Linked DNA regions of Mus musculus: regions 2, 3 and 4 are each linked to region 1. A link is a contact called in public Hi-C and HiChIP or PLAC-seq data. All regions are on one chromosome and are shown on one strand. The core of a region is the stretch at or near the end of the contact, and the rest is flanking DNA. Distances in the headings are between cores, read along the strand shown. Region 1 has its middle 36 kb from the start of Osmr. Region 2 has its middle 7.6 kb from the start of Gm30971. Region 3 has its middle 12 kb from the start of Gm30971. Region 4 has its middle 10 kb from the start of Gm30663.

Region 1 (2,842 bases), core at 180-2,679:
TTAAGGTCAGTAGTCTCAGAGCTCTAGACCTCATCAAGATGGGAAAGGAGTTCTGTTAAGTCACTAGATACTCTAGGGTCCTCCAGACCACACAGGGCTCCCGGGAACTCTACCTCTGTGCTTTTCCAGAAGTCAACCCTAGCTTACTCTGAAAGCAGCAGAGGGTGAGAAAGGCTGTCCCAGGTCCTGCTGCAGCAGGAAGCATCTGTTGCTTAGGAAAAGACTGAAGTGGGAATCTCTGCCCTCCACCAGGGACCTGGTTTATAAGATTGAGCATCAGTACAGCTTTGAGAACACTAAGTCAGAAACGCAGACAGACATGTTTGTATCTTTTTACAATGTCATAGTTTATTAAATAACCATAAATTCACAGGTTGTATTGTTTTTGTCAGCTGCAGTTAGCCTAATAGTCCTGATGGCCTTTGATAGCTGCCCAATGACAAACATGAAATATTTTACTCCCATCTTAATCGCTAACATTAACTCTTGGGTCACATGTTACACAGCATTTAGTCATTTTATCTCTCTGTATATATGCAGATAACAGAATGGCAACAAAAGGGTCAAAAAGGCCAAAGCAGGGGGGTTGAGGGTGGGGGTAGGGTTGCAGTTCCAAGAAGCCCTAGTGGAGACAGAAAGGTGAGGCAGATACAAAGAAAGCCACTGCTGGTTGTTAGAAAAAAATGTCAAAGAACCCCGAGTCAAAGAAGAGCTGCTGCAGGTCTGAGCCTGGGCTACAGGGTTGAGTGGGAAGTAGGAGACCACAGTTAGGTGTCCTGCTTGTGGGATCCCGGTGAGGGTGTTGCATGCTTCCATTGTCTGGTTGTGTTTGATAAGTTCTTGGGCCCAAGTTTTCTGATGTGGTTTGAATGTACTTATGTGCCCTTGCGTGCCAATCTACTATGTTAAATCTGTAACTGATATCTCCTTTCCCTTTAAAAACTAAGTTTTATGACTTAGCAGTCTGTCCTTTGCAGGCAGTAGTGGACAAGTTGTGGTACCTACGTGCACAAGGAGAGGCAGGCACAAGTGCTCTCAAAATGGTGCAGAATACTCCTTATAAAAATACAAGCATTCAGGCCAAATTATAGTCTGAAAGCCACTGTTTTACACTGTGTGGAACCAGTTAAAGCAGGGCACAGCTTGGTTTCCCCCAAACCTTTGAATTGTGATGTTTTCCTTTCATTCTTGAGTCTTTCTTCCAAAGTTACAGAACACCTTTTGGAAATTCGGACAAAGAAACCCACAGCCTTTCTCAACAAGCTTGGGCGCCCCAGAATCTCCCTAAAGAAATACGAAGCCCATTCAGCCCCTTCAGCGCCAGCTGTGATCCATCCAGAAGATGATGAGCGATTCCTAAGTTGACAGAAGCCAAGTCTTGGCAAGAGCAGGTCTCCTCCCTTCCACTGTGCTGATATCCTAACTGGACGGAAACAGTGGCAGCTGCTTCCTTCCCTCCTGCCTAGCCTCCCACACAGCCGCCCGCGAGGCGCTAAGGGACCCATGCATTAGCCTGCAGCGCCACCTAGCAGACGCAGAGTGAACTTGGGGGATAAGGAGAAAGCAGGTTTAGTGGGGGGAAGTTGTTTTGTAACATCAGAAAAGGGAGTTTCCATTTCTTTCACGGAGTTCTGGGAAATGGAATTTGTATAAAATCTTTTTTGCTCATGATGGAAAAACATTTATTCGACGCTAATGAGGGAATTTTGCCCAAAGGCCATTCTAATCCAAACTTAGGAGAACAAGCATTTGTTTCTCCAAACTTGACTCTCATTTTTGGTCACCTCCAAGACAGTGCAGAACTCGACTCCACCTTGTGATGCACCCGTGAAATCAATGACAAGGCAGAACGTCCCTTATCTTTCCCCTTCCCTTCCTTTCTTTTCTTTTTTTCTCTTTTCCTTTTCTTTCTCAGGTCGGGTTGAATTCTAGGTGATGTCTTCATGCAAGGGGCCCTACGGGACTCATAGGAATTGTTAACCTTGATCGCTCTCTTGATTAGGGTGAAGTGCCAAGCAGATTAGTAAAGCACTTCTGTGAAGGGCTTTTCAGACAGGATTGACTAACGCTGAACACGTGCATCGCTAACGCTGTATGTAGGCGGTGAGCCCCGATGGGCAAAAATGAGGAAACGTCGCCCTTCTTCAGCCTGACTGCCATGCCGTGAACAATTCTGTTCCACCACGCCCTTCTGTCACGATGCTATAACCCTCCTCCCTCATGTTGCCCCCCCCCCCCCCCAGGTATTTGCCACAGTGGCTAAAAGACGAAGGTGTTTGAAACCTACTGTTTCTGATGCTTAGCTCATGAAGCTGACTGACAATCAGAGATAGCTAGCTGACTGATCAGTTGATAATCAGGAATAGCTGACTAATCAACTGATAATTCGAGATAACTGACAGATCAACTGTCAATCAGGAATAGCTGACCAGCTGTCAATCAGGGATAGCAGACTGGCTGGTAATGACAAGCGAAGTTATTCAATTGTAATCATTTTCAAAGCCCCACCCCACCCCTGGTTTGAGTCTGTGAACTTCCTGGAACGGTCCCACAGGAATGAGCTATTTTTCTTTTGTCCAGCTTGAGAGCAGAGATCCTTTCATTCCGTGCATACTAGCAGCTACAAAGAGTTATGCAACTTTGAATTAACACCCAATTTGAAAAGTGATTTTTTTTCCTGATCATGCTAACATGATCAAGAGCCAGCTATTATCGGCCCATCAAATTGACTGTGCAGTCAAATGAAAACACAACCTTCACTCCGTGCATATGCAAGCCTGCCTCTGGTCACTGCCATTGACTGTGGTCCCATGGTTTTCAAATCAATGCCTCACAAAAATAT
Region 2 (2,842 bases), core at 227-2,726, 170 kb before region 1:
CAGGGGTTCCTCTTTCCCCACATTCTGGTCAGCATTTGCCATGATTTCTTTTCTTGATGTCAGTCATTCTGACTGAGTGAGATGGAATCTCAACAAACGCTCTCCCTCTTGTTATCTGAGTCTGTCCTGCAAAGCAACTACAAATTGGATATTGTTTTACATGCTTTGTGGAGTAAAACAGGATCCAGGCCTAAAATGCTCAGTGCTACATAGCTTCACTTTAGGTATGGGGCCAGGCTCTAGATTTGGGCCTATCATTCTACCCATACACAACCCCTGCCTATCAAGGGGCATGCGCTTCCACTGAGCAAGTGTGACTTAGAAGCAGCCAGGTGTATGCCCATGGCTTACAGGTTGGCAAGTGGCTCACATGTCTCATGCCACAATTCAGATGAGAGCCAGCATGCGTGTTCACAATCCTTAGAAAATGAAGCTGATGCCATCCTTTTCTAACTTCAGGAACCAATGGGTCACTTTCCCCTTTGTCTTGTCAAAACAACTCCTACTTCACAAACTGTTTGCTAACGTTTCAGAAACAATCTGTAGAAATGTGTTCTTGGAACTAATATATAGGCATATATATATATATATATACACACACATATATATATGAAATGTATATATATCATGGAATATATATACATATGTATATATCATGGGAAAATTCCTATATATTAGCATATATATATATATACACACACACATATATATGGATACATATATACACACACACACACATATATATAGATATAGATGATGTAGATGTAGATATATACATATACTTTGGGATGCCTTTCTTTGATTGTTTAACACTTATTCAAGAATTTAAACTCAAATGTTCAGTTTGTGGAACCACTTTGAGAACGGCTAATGATATATTTCCAGAGCCCATGGCTGCCCTGTGTCTCATCCCCTCATCTGAAGATCAACTAGCTCTGCAGGACCTACAGGGTCAGAGAGGGTCTGTGGCCACACTTGTCTTTTCACTCTCAGGACTGCCTCTTCAAACAAGGTAGTTTTCCTAAGTGCCTACCTCCACCCATACCCTTTTACTTTCTTTCCATTATCACATCCCCCCTCCCCCCACACACTGACATTTGCAGCCCTTCCTTTTGTCTGACCCTGTGGAACATCCCTAGGTATTTTCACTGCTCGCAGAGTGGAGACCTTTCTTTGAAAGGGAGTTGAGCGGCGGGTTAGCACACACCGCGGACTGTTGATTACTGAATGCTCTGGCAGAAGCCCACAGGTGATTTACTTCCTCCCCTGTGCCTTTGATCGACAAAGGGAAACAATGCCCAGAAAAGACCGGCAACTTTCCCTAAACTTCATTGACGGCCCGCGTTAAGATAGCATTGTCTGAACACAAGTAAGGGCAAGTGCTCAAGGTCGCACGCCAGGCTAGGGATGGCAGTGAGCTCAGAATCGCAGCGCAGGGCGTAATGTGGCTGCACAGGCTAGGTTCCAGCCCACCTCTCAAGACGATGCCTGTATTCAAGACATGTTCATCCAGGTAGGCTGCCTTGTATGGCTTCAGTGGGAAAGGATACAGAGACTTGAATTGCCAGGGTTGGGGTTACCCATGGGGGGCCCCTACCTGCTCACAAGAGAAGAGGGGATGGGGGAAGGATTGTGGGAGAGGGTGATTGGGAGGGGGACAGTGGGTGGAATGTAAAGTGGATAAGTATACACACACACACACACACACACACACACACACACACATAATGATATGCCTCTGTGTTGCAAGAATGCTTCTTCCAGAGATAACCTATGTATACGTAAGGGTTTTATTTTTTAAAATACATAAAAACATGATATTGTCATAGCACTGTCGGACTCACTGCCCACCTCCCCAGTGCACGGACAAGGAAAGGAAGGCAGGGAGAGCGAGGCAGAACCTTCTGGATGTCTGCCGGAACTCCTGCCCACGTCACTCTGTTGTGTTTCTACTCAGTATGATTACAGAGATCTCATTGTTAAAGAGTGTGCTTTTTGAGTTTCCTGCTTTTCGGCAAACTGAAGAAAACATGGCCTGGTTCTTTCCCCCCCTTTTCTATTTGCCTTTCCAACCTTCAGCTTCCATGGCCTTAAAAAAAAGTACTTGAAAGATGAGCTGATCCAAAAGCAGCCTGTTTGCAACCTGATAGGAGACCTGGAGCGGCACCAGCTAGACAGAGGCGGGGGGGGGGGGGGGGGGGGGGGGTTCTCGGAGCGCCTTTCAACAATTTTTCCAAGTGGCAACTGGTTCATTTCCACTGAAACACCGGAAGATGCTCGGTGAGCGGTACCTTTCCTAAGCTGGTAGGAGTGGTGGTAATTACATACCTCAGCAGTGGAAATGAGGAGCTTAGAGAGCCTTTCTTGATTAATGTTCAATGAACACTCAAAGTCCTTTGCGTTTAGATGCAGGCACAAGTAAAGTCCAGACTGAACCGTGTCCCATGCACAGAGGCCAGAATTCTTATTAAAGCAGATGTTTGGTGGAGCAGATACCATCTGACAACACTTTCAGGTTTTTGGGTTTTGGGTTTTTTTTTTGTTTTGTTTTGTTTTTTTGTTTTTGTTTTTGTTTTTTTTTTTCGAGACAGAGTTTCTCTGTGTAGCCCTGGCTGTCCTGGATCTCACTTTGTAGATCAGGCTGGCCTCGAACTCAGAAATCCTCCTGCCTCTGCCTCCCAAGTGCTGGGATTACAGGAGTGCGCCACCAAGCCCGGCAACACTCTCAGTTTTGCCGTTCATGATGCTATATAGAAGGAGCAGTCGAGTGTGAACCAGCTCTGGAATGTATGTAGGTGCTTAGGAAGGATTTATTATCTATTGTTTTCACAGAAACCTCAAC
Region 3 (2,842 bases), core at 94-2,593, 150 kb before region 1:
TTAAGGAGATTATTTTAGTTGTTTTGCCAGAAAGGTGTAATACAGTTAGAATCAAGAATGGGATGTGTCCCCTCCTCTTAGAAAAGTAAGTAAAGACTCCATAATAAGGAATACAGTGAGCTTTCATAAATCGTACTAGGAAGAGAAATAGGCTAGGGACAAATTTGTGATCAAGGAAAAACATTCATTCTAGGTCAGGTCCACGGATAAAACCACAGGTGTGCCTATGATAAAGCAAGGCCGTGGGAAACTGTTGCTTTAAACTTATAATGAGCTTACAGAATGAAGCACTGCTTTGAATTCACTATTGGCATCCTTCTTTTACTCCCCTTTTCTGTAGCATTTTATCTTTGAGGGAATTTTATAAAGAACTTCTGTCTAAGAAGGTATAAAAAGGCTAAGAAAAGAAATAAACTGGGGTTTGGGGGCTCTGCTCCATCCATCAAATGTGTATATGTATATATATCTGTGTATCTACATGTATGTACATATATACATATGTAGGTATATGCGTATGCATATAAAGTGTGTATGTGCACTTGTGAAATTGATGAAACAGGTAGTCAGTTGAGCCTGACAAGAGTGTGTGTGTGTGTGTGTGTGTGTGTGTGTGTGTGTGCCTGACTTTCTTCATTTTCTTTTTTCTCTGGCTCACAAAGAGTTAACAAATCTGAGCCTCTTGCTTAGCCAGTGAGGGGCCTTGAGCCAGAGAGAAAAGAGCCCAAGTAATTAAGCTTTTTCTTAATTCCCTGCTGCTACCAGCAGGAGTTAAATTGCCAGAAGCTAGCAATTTTTGGCCACAGAACAGCAAAGAGTTAAAGGAGTTAAATTGCCAAAAGTAAGCAGCCTTTGGCCCAGCAACCTCCAACCCCACTTTAGCTGCCTTCCTAGGGGAACTGGTTGCAGGCCTAACCCCCCATCCCCTGACATTAAAGGACATTTAGGGTCCGTGACTGGCATTTCTTCCCAAAGACTGATGCTTTGATGGGGGGGGGGGCTCCTTGGACAGACTGATTGCAATCTTATTTGTACCAGGGCAGTAGAAACCTTGGTTGCAAGTATGCAATGCATATTGAAAAGATTACAGCTCAGCCACTGGGTGCAAATTGGTCTGGGCTGTTTACTGCGAGAGGGATATTCCTCAGTCCTTTCCTCCATGTGCAGAGTTACTGATGGAGGAAAACAGAAACCTTCTGATGACCCATGCTCCTGCCTCCAGGAGCTCCCTGGGGTGTGGACCTGCCCTCAGGAAGTGTCGCTCCACACTGGGGTAAAGGCAAGGTGGCAGGGTCAGGCTCTTGGATGTGGACCTCCTGGCCTGACTGGGACCTGGGCTTGCTCTGTGTAACTTTTGGCTCAGAGAGTGGAGCAGCTGTCAGCCCCTCCATATGAACAGCTTGGAGTTCTTTCTTCTCTGCCCACATCTCTTGCCGGGCACTTTGTTTGGGGAAGCAGCTAGGCTAACTAGTCCTGGGAGGGAAGAAAAACATTGATTTTTTACCTCCATTCAGATCAAAATTATGTTTAGCTCTTCCAGCACAAGGTCTCAGGACACAGTCACTCCCATCCTACATCTGTCCCCACTCCCTGGTGCCCTCAGCCTCTAAGGTGGGACCAAGATGCACCTGGATGCTTCCTTTGTTACTGTGACTACCAGGTAGAAGCATCCAGTCCTTTGGACTATGAATGAAACAGAGAGGGCGAGAAGTTATTTATTTGTTTGTTATTTTGCTCAGAACAAGAGATAGGGAAAACCTATGTATCTCAGAGCAAGCAACAGCTGGAAAGAGTAGCCAGCTGGTAGCTACCCTATGAGCGGGTAGTAGTATGCATGGCAGACCTATTCACTATATGAAGATGCCAGAAAGCAAAGGCCCCTGGAATTAGCTTGAAAATTAACTACTGCAGAGTGGTTTCAAAGACCCAAAAGTCTTAAACTAAAGGTCCTTTTATCAAATGTTCATGTCAGTTTAATGATAAGTTCTGAGCCTGAAGGGGGTGAGAGTGGGGGATCATGGATTTATACACACCCAGAATTTGGAAGTGGTTCCAATTCAACAACCTAAAAATCATTGATATTTCTTCCAATTGTATGGTTTGACTAAGTCCAATGACTGTTTCAATGATGATACACACCATTGGCGTGGTATTGTAATTATATCTGATTATACGAAAACTTTTCACTGTAATTTTTAAAATATATATTATTTTAACCCTAGAAATTATCTGAAAAATTGTGTTATTGTATACAAAGAACATGTGCTTCGGCATTGTATCCCTTGGTTGGGGTCTTCCTGCATCTTGGAGCAGTGAGCAGAAAGATGGTGATTTTACAATTATTTTACACCTTTATTCGAGACAAATTATTTTAATGTATGATTGGTGATCCTATTCCTAAACAATTACTAAGCTCTGATAACCTGCATTCTGAAAGTAGAGAGCTAAGTTTGGCCCCAGGGATGGCAAAAGAGAGAGAGAAAATCATGGCTTCTTACTCTTGAACACATTGCCATTTGGTGAGAGAAAGAGCCCTAGCTCATTCTGAGGTTGTAAGATGCACAGACTTCCAAGAGAGTGAAACTTCAGCAAAACTTTCCCCGGCTTTCAATAGGTGCTATTCTTAACCTAGAAACAAAGACATTCTAAAATAGAAGAGCAAACCTTTCTTTGACTCTTGTGTCAGCAAAGGGCCATAAGAGAGGAAAGGCCAATGTCACGGTTTAGTACTTCAGTAAGCTGGAAGAGTCAACACCAGCTATAAATAGGACACTAGCTCCAGGGCACCTTCTCTCTCCACTAGCTAACACCACATCCCCTTGACTGAGGGATACCCATTAACCTA
Region 4 (2,842 bases), core at 157-2,656, 130 kb before region 1:
AGGACAGCCAGAGCTATACAGAGAAACCCTGTCTCAAAAAAACCAAACAAATTAAAAAAAAAACCCCAAAAACCTTCACTTGGAACAGTGTTTGCCTTGCATGTGTGAAGGCCTGGGTTCAGACCTCAGAGTCTCATAAAACTGGGTGTGTTGATGCATGCCTTTAACTCCAACAGAAGGCAGAAAGATCAGATGTCCAAGGTCATCCTTAGTTACATAGCAAGTTCCTGGCCAGCTTGGGATACATGAGAGCCTATCCTAAGAAAGAGAAGGGGGAGGGAAATAAATCCCAGTAAACATGGATAAAAAAAGAACCGAACTGAAGATTGTAAGAAAGAGATGGAACAGTGGTAGGGAAGGTACAGCCGTGCTTGGAAATGCCTCAGATAGACTTCTGGAATTGACCTGGCCTGACCTGAGGTGACCTGGGAAGGCCTGTCTTCCCATCCATACAAGCGTTTTCTTTGACTGCCTTTTCTGCAGCCCTCTATGAGTGGGTGAGGCCACTCAAGCATCCTTAGTCTTCAGGAACTATGTCGATGTTTTGTTCCATCTTAAAACAATACAAAATACTAAAACTATCGATTTAGTGTGGAAGGGCTATGGGAGTGGGAGCAGGGCACGAGACAAGTGTGGCGATCTGAGGACGGCTTGTGGCAGATGGTTCTCTCCTTCCTCCATGTGAATCCCCCAGGGACTGAACCCCCAGGCTTGACTTGGCCTGGGCCTCTTCTCACTGAGCCACCTCATTGGCCCAGGACTCATATTCCCCTCTTGTCCCTGGGGATGTTTACATAGTCTCAGAGACAGTGCAGTCTTCCTTGGTGCCTTTGAAGTTAGAAGTCTATCTCTCTGAGAGCTGGGTCTGTCTGTCTTGTGATCCTCCTCCTACAACACCAAGATGACAATCAGGAGACAAGAGAAAGGGAGATGGCCCCCAAGCCAGCTTGTCCTCTGCACTTATGGGGAAAACTGTGACTTTTCCCAAGGCCCACAAATTATAGGGAAGGATGGGGTGGAAATTTTGTGAAAAAACAGTATGCCACCCATAAAAACATGGGAAGATGCCTCTAATTCTAGTGGTTTCCAATTATATTTACTCAGTTCAGCCATTTATGAAACAGATGCCAGAGACTCCAGGTATCTCTCCCAAACAAAACAAAACAACAAAACAAAAGCTCTGATGTTTGCTTTTTGCCCAAAGTAAAGGTTGGTTAGAACTCAAGCATCAGAAGTGGGTTCAGAGGGAAGGTCCTTGCAGGCCTGCCTTCAAATCCAGAGTAACATCGTTACAGTGACTGAAAAACGTTCAGAAAACTCTTGGCCTGCGTTCTGTCAAGGCAGACTTCCTCCACAGCGTGTATTGTGTCAGACAGACACACGGACTAAAAGATAACTAGTCAAACCATGACACTGCTAATATTTTCTACCCGTCCTGGCTACCCCTAAGGAGCTCTAATGATCCGGATTGCACAATGTTATCAGTTGTGCACAGACTTTGCCTTCCTTGAAAATGCTTCCAATTGTTTCAGTGGTGAGAGCGACTTAAATCAACACTGGATAGAGCAAAGAAAACAAACCACTTATAAACATTCCCATACCTGCCAAAACTGGAAAGTTATAAATAGGGGTAGCAAAAAAACTCTGTTCCAAAGTATTTCTCAAGGACAAAACAGGCGGAAAAGGGTGAACAGCTTTCAAAGAAGTAAAAGATTTTTTTTTTTTTAAAAAGAAAAAGCTGATTTGCAACTTCAAATTTCTAGGGTCATAAGGAAGTGAGGCAGCATAGGCCGGGCATGATAATACGATTCTTGCATCCCTAAAAGGGCTGAAATGTGGTTAGTTGACTACTGGGTGTGGTCCATGTCTATAATTCTAGCACTTGAGAGTTTAGGTGAAAAAGGTTATGGGTTCAAGACCAATTTACTGTGCATGATGAGACACTGTCTCAAAAAGAAAGGAAGAGAGAGAAAGAAAGAAAGAAAGAAAGAAAGAAAGAAAGAAAGAAAGAAAGAAAGAGAAAGAGGGAAGGAGGGAGGGAGGGAGGGAGGAAGGAAGGAAGGAAGGAAGGAAGGAAGGAAGGAAGGAAGGAAGGGAAAAAAGAAAAAGAAAAGAGAAAAAAGAAAAATGAAAAGAAAGAAAAGAAGGCGTCAGCTTGATAAGAGAAATTTTGTGGGGTGTAAGGCTGGCAACGTGCTCCACTGTTTTCTTATACATTTTATTCCTAAGAGTACTTCTGAAGGAGTGCTTGCTATCTTCTTCCCACTTAGTGCTTTCCAGAAGGCAAGCTCTTCCCTTCTAGGGAGAGTTTGGTTTATCAGGCCATTTAACCACTGGACCACTGTGTCCTTTCTGCTATGAAATCCCACAGCTATCTCTTTAGTGATGCATGGCTATCTCTTTAGTGATGCCTGCGGTTGGTTTCCAGGCAGCGAGGCCTGTAGGTGATGGCCTTGGTGTTTGGAGCTGCATGCTCTGGAGCAGAATCTCTCGGCCATTATGCGCCGTGTCCCCTAGAGTCAAGTCTTTTGAACTATCGCTCTGAGTTTTTGAGATTATAATCATTAGCACTTCCCCTTACTCCCTTAAGACCCTCCACAGACCCTTCCCTGATATCTTTCAAATCCTTGGCATTTAATTTCTGTTACTGTGTCTCCTGGGAACATCAGACATTACAACTAGAAGGTCTCCCCAGCATGACCACGTAGACATGAGCTGACCAAGAACAACCGCGATAGACAGGCTTAGTGACTGAGGCAAACCAGGAAGCTTCAAGCCTGCACAAGGATCTGTGTGAGGACGACTGGGAGGGAAGGGAGCGCTAATACTGGGGTGTAAAGCG

The links. A called contact is a pair of places that touch in the nucleus more often than the background predicts. HiChIP or PLAC-seq counts read pairs in DNA pulled down with a chosen protein or histone mark.
Region 2: an H3K27ac HiChIP or PLAC-seq map of extraembryonic endoderm stem cells shows a contact between it and region 1. The contact joins two enhancer-like sites. A contact is called at or near these places in 1 of 15 datasets of contacts at CTCF or cohesin (the NIH/3T3 cell line), 11 of 484 Hi-C or Micro-C datasets (the G1E-ER4 cell line, Sertoli cells, brain and 6 more), 8 of 115 datasets of contacts at active chromatin or transcription factors (differentiating embryonic stem cells, embryonic stem cells, extraembryonic endoderm stem cells and 2 more) and 2 of 9 other capture datasets (adipose tissue and liver).
Region 3: a contact with region 1 is called in a Hi-C map of cerebellum, with 2.0 times the contacts expected there. The contact joins two enhancer-like sites. A contact is called at or near these places in 1 of 15 datasets of contacts at CTCF or cohesin (the NIH/3T3 cell line), 9 of 484 Hi-C or Micro-C datasets (the HPC-5 cell line, cerebellum, embryonic fibroblasts and 4 more), 6 of 115 datasets of contacts at active chromatin or transcription factors (embryonic stem cells, extraembryonic endoderm stem cells, fibro-adipogenic progenitors and 1 more) and 1 of 9 other capture datasets (embryonic stem cells).
Region 4: an H3K27ac HiChIP or PLAC-seq map of extraembryonic endoderm stem cells shows a contact between it and region 1. The contact joins two enhancer-like sites. A contact is called at or near these places in 12 of 484 Hi-C or Micro-C datasets (the HL-1 cell line, cerebral cortex, cortical neurons and 6 more), 5 of 115 datasets of contacts at active chromatin or transcription factors (embryonic stem cells, extraembryonic endoderm stem cells, fibro-adipogenic progenitors and 2 more) and 1 of 9 other capture datasets (embryonic stem cells).

The regions. Positions count from the first base shown.
Region 1 is chr15:6,908,503-6,911,344 of GRCm38.p6, reverse strand. No RefSeq gene overlaps it. Among named protein-coding and RNA genes, the nearest start is that of Osmr, 36 kb to the right of the region's middle. Within about 2 kb of position 1,429, at least 80 of the 459 cell types and tissues checked have an H3K27ac peak or open chromatin away from gene starts, as enhancers often do. A contact at or near this core is called in cerebellum and extraembryonic endoderm stem cells, where this site is marked.
Region 2 is chr15:7,080,510-7,083,351 of GRCm38.p6, reverse strand. No RefSeq gene overlaps it. Among named protein-coding and RNA genes, the nearest start is that of Gm30971, 7.6 kb to the right of the region's middle. Within about 2 kb of position 1,476, at least 27 of the 459 cell types and tissues checked have an H3K27ac peak or open chromatin away from gene starts, as enhancers often do. A contact at or near this core is called in extraembryonic endoderm stem cells, where this site is marked.
Region 3 is chr15:7,060,667-7,063,508 of GRCm38.p6, reverse strand. No RefSeq gene overlaps it. Among named protein-coding and RNA genes, the nearest start is that of Gm30971, 12 kb to the left of the region's middle. Within about 2 kb of position 1,343, at least 20 of the 459 cell types and tissues checked have an H3K27ac peak or open chromatin away from gene starts, as enhancers often do. A contact at or near this core is called in cerebellum, where this site is marked.
Region 4 is chr15:7,043,190-7,046,031 of GRCm38.p6, reverse strand. No RefSeq gene overlaps it. Among named protein-coding and RNA genes, the nearest start is that of Gm30663, 10 kb to the right of the region's middle. Within about 2 kb of position 1,406, at least 25 of the 459 cell types and tissues checked have an H3K27ac peak or open chromatin away from gene starts, as enhancers often do. A contact at or near this core is called in extraembryonic endoderm stem cells, where this site is marked.